Linked DNA regions of Ovis aries: region 2 is linked to region 1. The links are chromatin contacts, called in public Hi-C maps. All regions are on one chromosome and are shown on one strand. Each heading gives the region's core, a stretch centred on a gene start, on an enhancer-like site or on the middle of the called end of the contact. The rest is flanking DNA. Distances are from core to core; before and after follow the strand shown.

Region 1 (3,030 bases), core at 391-2,890:
TATACTTATCTGAATTTTACATTATATCCCTGAAACCGAGCAAGACTCTGTGGGACCCTCTTTGGGACAAAAGCTCTTCTGAGTCCTCTGTTTCTTGTTTGTAATTTAAAAAAAAAAAAAAAGAAGACTTTAATCTTTTAGGTATTCCCCAAATTCCAAACAGCAGGCTCAAGCATTTAATAGGACAATAGAGTCACAGGACTCATAGTTCCTTCTGAAGAGATATAGATAATAATCTGATACTTATCTCTGAGCTCCTCTACAGAACCTAAAACCCCCTACCCAGGCAGATGATGGTGACCGCATACATGTGACCACAAGTATGTGTACCCTAGACACCTTGGAACCAGAAGGTTGAGATTCCCCAGACATCCAGACATCATCCAACCAATCAGAATAGTCACACATTGGCAGCCCTCACCCCAAATTTTGTTTGACATCTGGGTTTGGGTTTTCTTGAGCACTAGCTCCCTCTTGTGCCTGGCACTCTGTAATAAACCTTTCTGTGCTCCCAACTCTGACATTTTGGTTTATTTTACCTCTTTGTGCCACTGGCATGCAAACTTAGGTTGGACATCTATGAGAATTCACAGAATGGAAATTCCCTGGTGGTTGGGTGGTTAGGACTCACTACTTTCACTGCTGAAGGCCCCGGGTTCAATTCCTGAACTAAGATCCTACAAGCTGAATGGAGGGGCAAAGAGAAAAAGGAGAAGAAAGAAAAAGAGAATTAACAGGGCAAAAGAATTAAGCTTAAGGCAACGTGTAATTCTTTTGTCGTTGTTGTTTAGTCGTTAAGTGGTGTCTGACTCTTTAGCCTAAAAATTTCCTACCTAGTAATATCGAACTTCTATTTTTTTGGACTGATAGTAAACTCTAAGCCCAGAATGTTCTAGAAATCACCACAGCACATAAGGTCTTATTTTATTCTTTCTAAAAACAAAGCCATTAAAGTTCAGAAAGGTGTTAGGGTTCCCTTTCACTGAGGCAGAAAAATCAAGTCACTTTCAGCCTGAGGCCTGCGCTCTCCCCACGTGATGCCGCTTTTCCTTTAAACGCCTGCTTACGTGATCTTAGACTAGCACACGGGGAGGAAATGTACACTGTCAGGGTAGAGAGCCCTTTCTTCCCCCACCTTCGCAGGCGGAGGGTTTCTAGCGTTGTCTCCTCGGAAGCCCCAGTTCCTCTGGAGACTCTTTCTCATGTCCTTTGTCGTGTCACCCGTTCTCACTCCTTTCCGTTAGTCGCCTGGACTAGAGCTCCACTAGTACTACAGAATCCCGCTAGCCGGAAGGCGACAGGGACTACAATTCCCAGGGGGCATCACGGCCCCGCCCTCGGCAGCGCGCAGTGCTGGTCGGGGGCTGAGGTCCCACGGTGTTGTCGCCGCGTGCGGCCCTGAACAAGCGCACTACAGGTTCCGTGGCACCACGCGCGGGAGCTAGCCGGGTCGGGCGGGGCGGGTCGGGTTGCGCGGGGCGGGGCGGGGCGGGGCGGGGTGGGGAGGGAGAGGCCGGGCTGGCTGGAGAGTTGGCGGGCGGGCAGAGGAAGGGGGTGGGAGCGGAGGCGATGGAGGGGAGGAGTGGGGGAATGGGGGAGGGAAGGGGAAGGGAGGCGGGAGGCGGGGCCGAGCCGGAGCTAGAGTCTGAGCCGGCGGTTGCAGTGGAGGCGGTGATGTCGGTGCAGGTCGTGTCAGCAGCTGCTGCCGCGAAGGTGCCTGAGGTGGAGCTGAAGGACCTGAGCCCCTCCGAGGCGGAGCCGCAGCTGGGACTGAGCACAGCGGCCGGGAGCGCCATGGCCCCCCCAGCGGGCGGCGGGGACCCTGAAGCTCCAGCTCCGGCCGCGGAGCGGCCCCCGGCCCCCGGTCCGGGATCCGGGCCCGCAGCGGCTCTCAGCCCGGCCGCTGGGAAAGTGCCTCAGGCGTCGGCCATGAAGCGGAGCGACCCTCATCACCAGCATCAGAGGCACCGCGACGGCGGCGAAGCCCTGGTCAGCCCCGACGGCACCGTCACCGAGGCGCCGCGCACAGTCAAGAAGGTATTGGGGCCGGGCTGCCTCTTTCGGAGAGGGAGGGAGGTGGGGAACCGCAGATCCTCTCGGCGCGGCGGCACCACTCTCCACGCCCTCCCTTCTGATGCTGGAAGTAGAGACATCTCTTTTCCCCTTAAACCCGCTCTCTCAGAGATGCCCCCACACGGGCCCCAGTGCTGGGGGGCGAAGACTCCAGGTGGTACGGCCGTACTTCGCTGGGAATAACATGGAGGTAGCGCCCTTCCTTACTACTTGGAATAGGCTGGGAGAGGAGAGGCACCTCGTATTACACCTTTCTGTACTCCTAACCTACTCCCGTGTGTATTTTCCAGACTGTCGGGGAGAAGACCCCGATGGTGTAGAAAAGCTTTACTGCTTCTGAGAGTTCACCCAGTAATAAGGGTTGAAAGAGCTTTTCCGTTTGGACATCTTTTCTGTAAGGAGTAGTTACCTCGCGTTGAGATCCTCAGTTGTCTGGTTTCTGTACAGAAGATGACTCTCTGCCTTTCTGTGGCCAGGCGCTTCCATCTAGCAGTACTGATGCCGTGCCCTTCATTCCACATACTGCAAGATCCTTAGGTTTTCTCTGAAAGTAGAAGGGTAATAGGGTAATGGAGAGATTCACTCCACTCTTCTCTTTGAGGTTTGTCCTCTCAGCTCAGTAGTTGATCACCAGGATTGTTAGACTGTGTATAAAGAGAATGATTGTTTTTATTGGTTCTTTTATTATGGTCCGTAAGTATTAGGAAGAAATGCTTCTACTTTTGGGAAAGGCGATCACTGTCAGATTTTGCTAAGCTGCCAGCTTCTTTCAGATAGTTTTGAAGAGGCAGTAGTCTCAGAACACCAAGGAGTAGATAGATGTGCCTGAATGTTTGATATTCTCAGTATTATCCTTGCAATGGCTGTCTGTGGTGTCTGTCCTCTCAGAAAGCAAATCAGTACAGAGAAAAATGGCAAATATTGCAAAAACAAGTTGTGGATTATCGCTATAATTTC
Region 2 (3,030 bases), core at 295-2,794, 80 kb after region 1:
CCTCTTTTATGTCTCCTATCATTTTCCCCTTGCCTATCCTTCATGCTCCAGTGTAACACCATGTTACTTGTTTCCCAAGCATTACACACTATTCAACATTCTTTGCCTTTGTTTTGGAATTTCTAACTGGAGTGTACTCTTCTTTTGGGTCTGATGGATTCCTATTCATTTTAAAGTTATCACTTTTCCTGACCTTTATAGTTTGTATCAGTCAGTTCAGTTCAGTCACTCAGTCGTGTCCCATTCTTTGCGACCCCATGGACTGCAGTACACCAGGCCTTCCTGTCCAGAAGGCCATCACCAACTCCCGGAGTTTATTCAAACTCATATCCATTCAGTCGATGATGCCATCCAACCATCTCATCCTCTGTCGTCCCTCTTCTCCTCCTGCTTTCAGTCTTTCCCAGCATCAAGGTCTTTTCCACTGAGTCAGTTCTTTGCATCAGGTGGCCAGAGGATTGGAGTTTCAGCTTCAGCATCAGTCCTTCCAATGAATATTCAGGACTGATTTCCTTTAGGATGGACTGATTTAATTTCCTTGCAGCCCAAGGGACTCTCAAGAGTCTTCTCCAACATCACAGTTCAAAAGCATCAATTCTTTGGCACTTAGCTATAGTCCAACTCTCACATTCATACTTGACTACTGGAAAAACCATAGCTTTGACTAGACAGTCCTTTGTTGGCAAAGTAATTCTCTGCTTTTTAATATGCTGTCTAGGTTGGTCATAACTTTCCTTCCAAGGAGCAAGTGTCTTTTAATTTCATGGCTGCAGTCACCATCTGCAGTGATTTTGGAGCCCCACCCCCCCTCCACCCCCACCCCCACCCCCCCCGCCGACAAATAAAGTCTGCCACTGTTTCCCCATCTATTTGCCATGAAGTGATGGGACCGAATGCCATGATCTTAGTTTTCTGAATGTTGAGCTTTAAGCCAACATTTTTACTCTCTTCTTTCACTTTCAAGAGGCTCTTTAGTTTGTATAATCTTCCATTATTGTGTTATGCTGTTTTATAAATATAGATATATATGTCTTTCAAATAAGACTGTGAACTGTTTGAGGGCAAAAGTGATATATTCATCCTTATTCACAACATCTGCATCTACTAGGTGCTTAGTAAAAGTGTATTGAATTAAATGAACTGTGGAGAATATACAGTCTGGGTGTAGATTTGAATGAAGATTTAATAAAGGAAGATCTTTAGTGGGAATCCAACAGGGAGGAAAGCTGTTATGAACATTATCAATAAGTAGTTTCTAGTACCAATAGGCCAAAATATGGATAATAGTCACTTGAGAAATTAGCATTAGGGCACAGTTCTACTCTTGTTTCAGAAGCTGAAGAGGAGATACAAGTGATCTAACAGGGGTAAAAAAAGAGAGAAAGAAAACCCAGAGAGCAAGAGAGTCTTGACAGTAATGGCAGATAACAAACTTGGTTTGGGCTTGAAATGTGATCTGGCAGTCAAAGGAAAACTCATGCTATTCTAGGCAGTAGACAAAGAAGAATTGCGCCACAGCACAGGGAATTGGCAAGAGCCCACTGGGAGTATTACATTTAGCACAGTGTCAGCATGATAGAAGCAGAAAGTGGTGAGTTGTGAGAGCAACTGTAGTGCATAGATGAATTTACAAAGATCATTTAAAAATTTAAGCATGGAGAGTTGACTAAAATCTGGCAGCTGTGAGATCCAGGAGAGATACACTCCCAAATATCTGAAGGTTATTAACATTAGAGCAAGAGAGGAATTATTTAGCCTGGACTAGGAAACTTTGTAAGAAGGTGATACTAAGGGCAGGAGAATGTCTATGTTTCTAAAAGTAATGTCCTGATATAGTTTTGCAGTAATGGTGTCACCTTCATCCCTCAGAACTTTTTATAGTATGAAGCTATAAGGCCAAAATGTAAGAGTTAAGAAGCTTTTTCCCTTGAGAAATTGCTATGAAATATTTTGATCTTATGATTAAAGAGAGTTTTGTCCTATGAGGCAGATTACAGAGGACTGGTTTAGCGTTTATTAGTCATGCCTCGTATATCAAGAACTATACACAATAAGGCGACATGATTCTTGAGGTTCTAAAGTAAAACCACTGGTTGTTTTAGCCTTTATACATTCTCAATTTGTTTCAATAATTTAGAAACTTTGGCAGATTTAATTAAGACTATCCCTTTGGAACTGAATGATGGTAGAAGTAAGCCTAATGTAAACATCAAAAAAAAGAAAGAAACACATATGAAATCCTATTTGAACGAGTGCTCTGTCACAAGATGGCATAATATGTGTCCTTGGGGTGAGATTTGAGAATTTCCTTAGGGATGGGGATGATAACATATTTGTTGTTCATAACTTCTTAAATGCCAGAGAGTGGTGCAGTTCTGTTTTGTGCTGGCCAGATCTCTGAGTTATTTCTAAGTTCAAGACAGGACAGGGAAAAATGTGGTGATTCATTTAGAGATACCTTGTTTCCAGAGGCAGATGTATTTGAGTGTCCAGTTGAAATAGTTAAAAGAACCCGCAGTATACTGAGATTCAAAAGAGCTTGTTTCTCTTTCCTCATCTTTGGGCTCCATGGCTTTTAACTGCTTATCTAGAGAAGCCATCCATGTTGCAATTTTAAACATAACGTTGGGTATGAAGAATGTGGAGTTAGGACCCATTAAATTATCTTATATTCCCTATATCATCAGTCTGGCTCTTCCATGATGCAGATGTCAGGACAGTTTAGAGGTACAGGATTTCTTGGAGGAAACACCTGTGAACTAGAGAGGGAAGGGAGCCAGGAGAGTCAGGGAGAGCTCTCAGAATGTGATCCAGGTCTAACAGCTTGTGAAGGAAGACAGGGAAGGAAAGATTGGGTGGGAAGAACTTCAGACCACAGCACAGTTGAGAAAAATCTCAGTCAGGCAGATGTGGAATCCCCCAGCAAAAGTTGCCTATTAGGGCAATTCTATATGGGGAGGAATTATACTCCAGATTATTCTACTTATAGAAACTCACCCAAGAAAAATGGAAGCATATGTACATATAAAG

What was found. A called contact is a pair of places that touch in the nucleus more often than the background predicts.
Region 2: a Hi-C map of tail adipose tissue shows a contact between it and region 1, with 2.7 times the contacts expected there. The contact joins the enhancer-like site here to the promoter of AHCYL2 in region 1. A contact is called at or near these places in 5 of 16 Hi-C or Micro-C datasets (hypothalamus, liver, muscle and 2 more).

The regions. Positions count from the first base shown.
Region 1 is chr4:94,835,652-94,838,681 of ARS-UI_Ramb_v3.0, forward strand. It overlaps AHCYL2 (adenosylhomocysteinase like 2), which reads left to right and starts at 1,641. Exons shown (of 16, transcript XM_060415121.1): 1 at 1,641-2,037. The coding sequence starts at 1,675.
Region 2 is chr4:94,915,622-94,918,651 of ARS-UI_Ramb_v3.0, forward strand. All of the region lies in intron 1 of AHCYL2 (adenosylhomocysteinase like 2), which reads left to right. Among named protein-coding and RNA genes, the nearest start is that of AHCYL2, 80 kb to the left of the region's middle. Within about 2 kb of position 1,545, at least 7 of the 54 cell types and tissues checked have an H3K27ac peak or open chromatin away from gene starts, as enhancers often do. A contact at or near this core is called in tail adipose tissue, where this site is marked.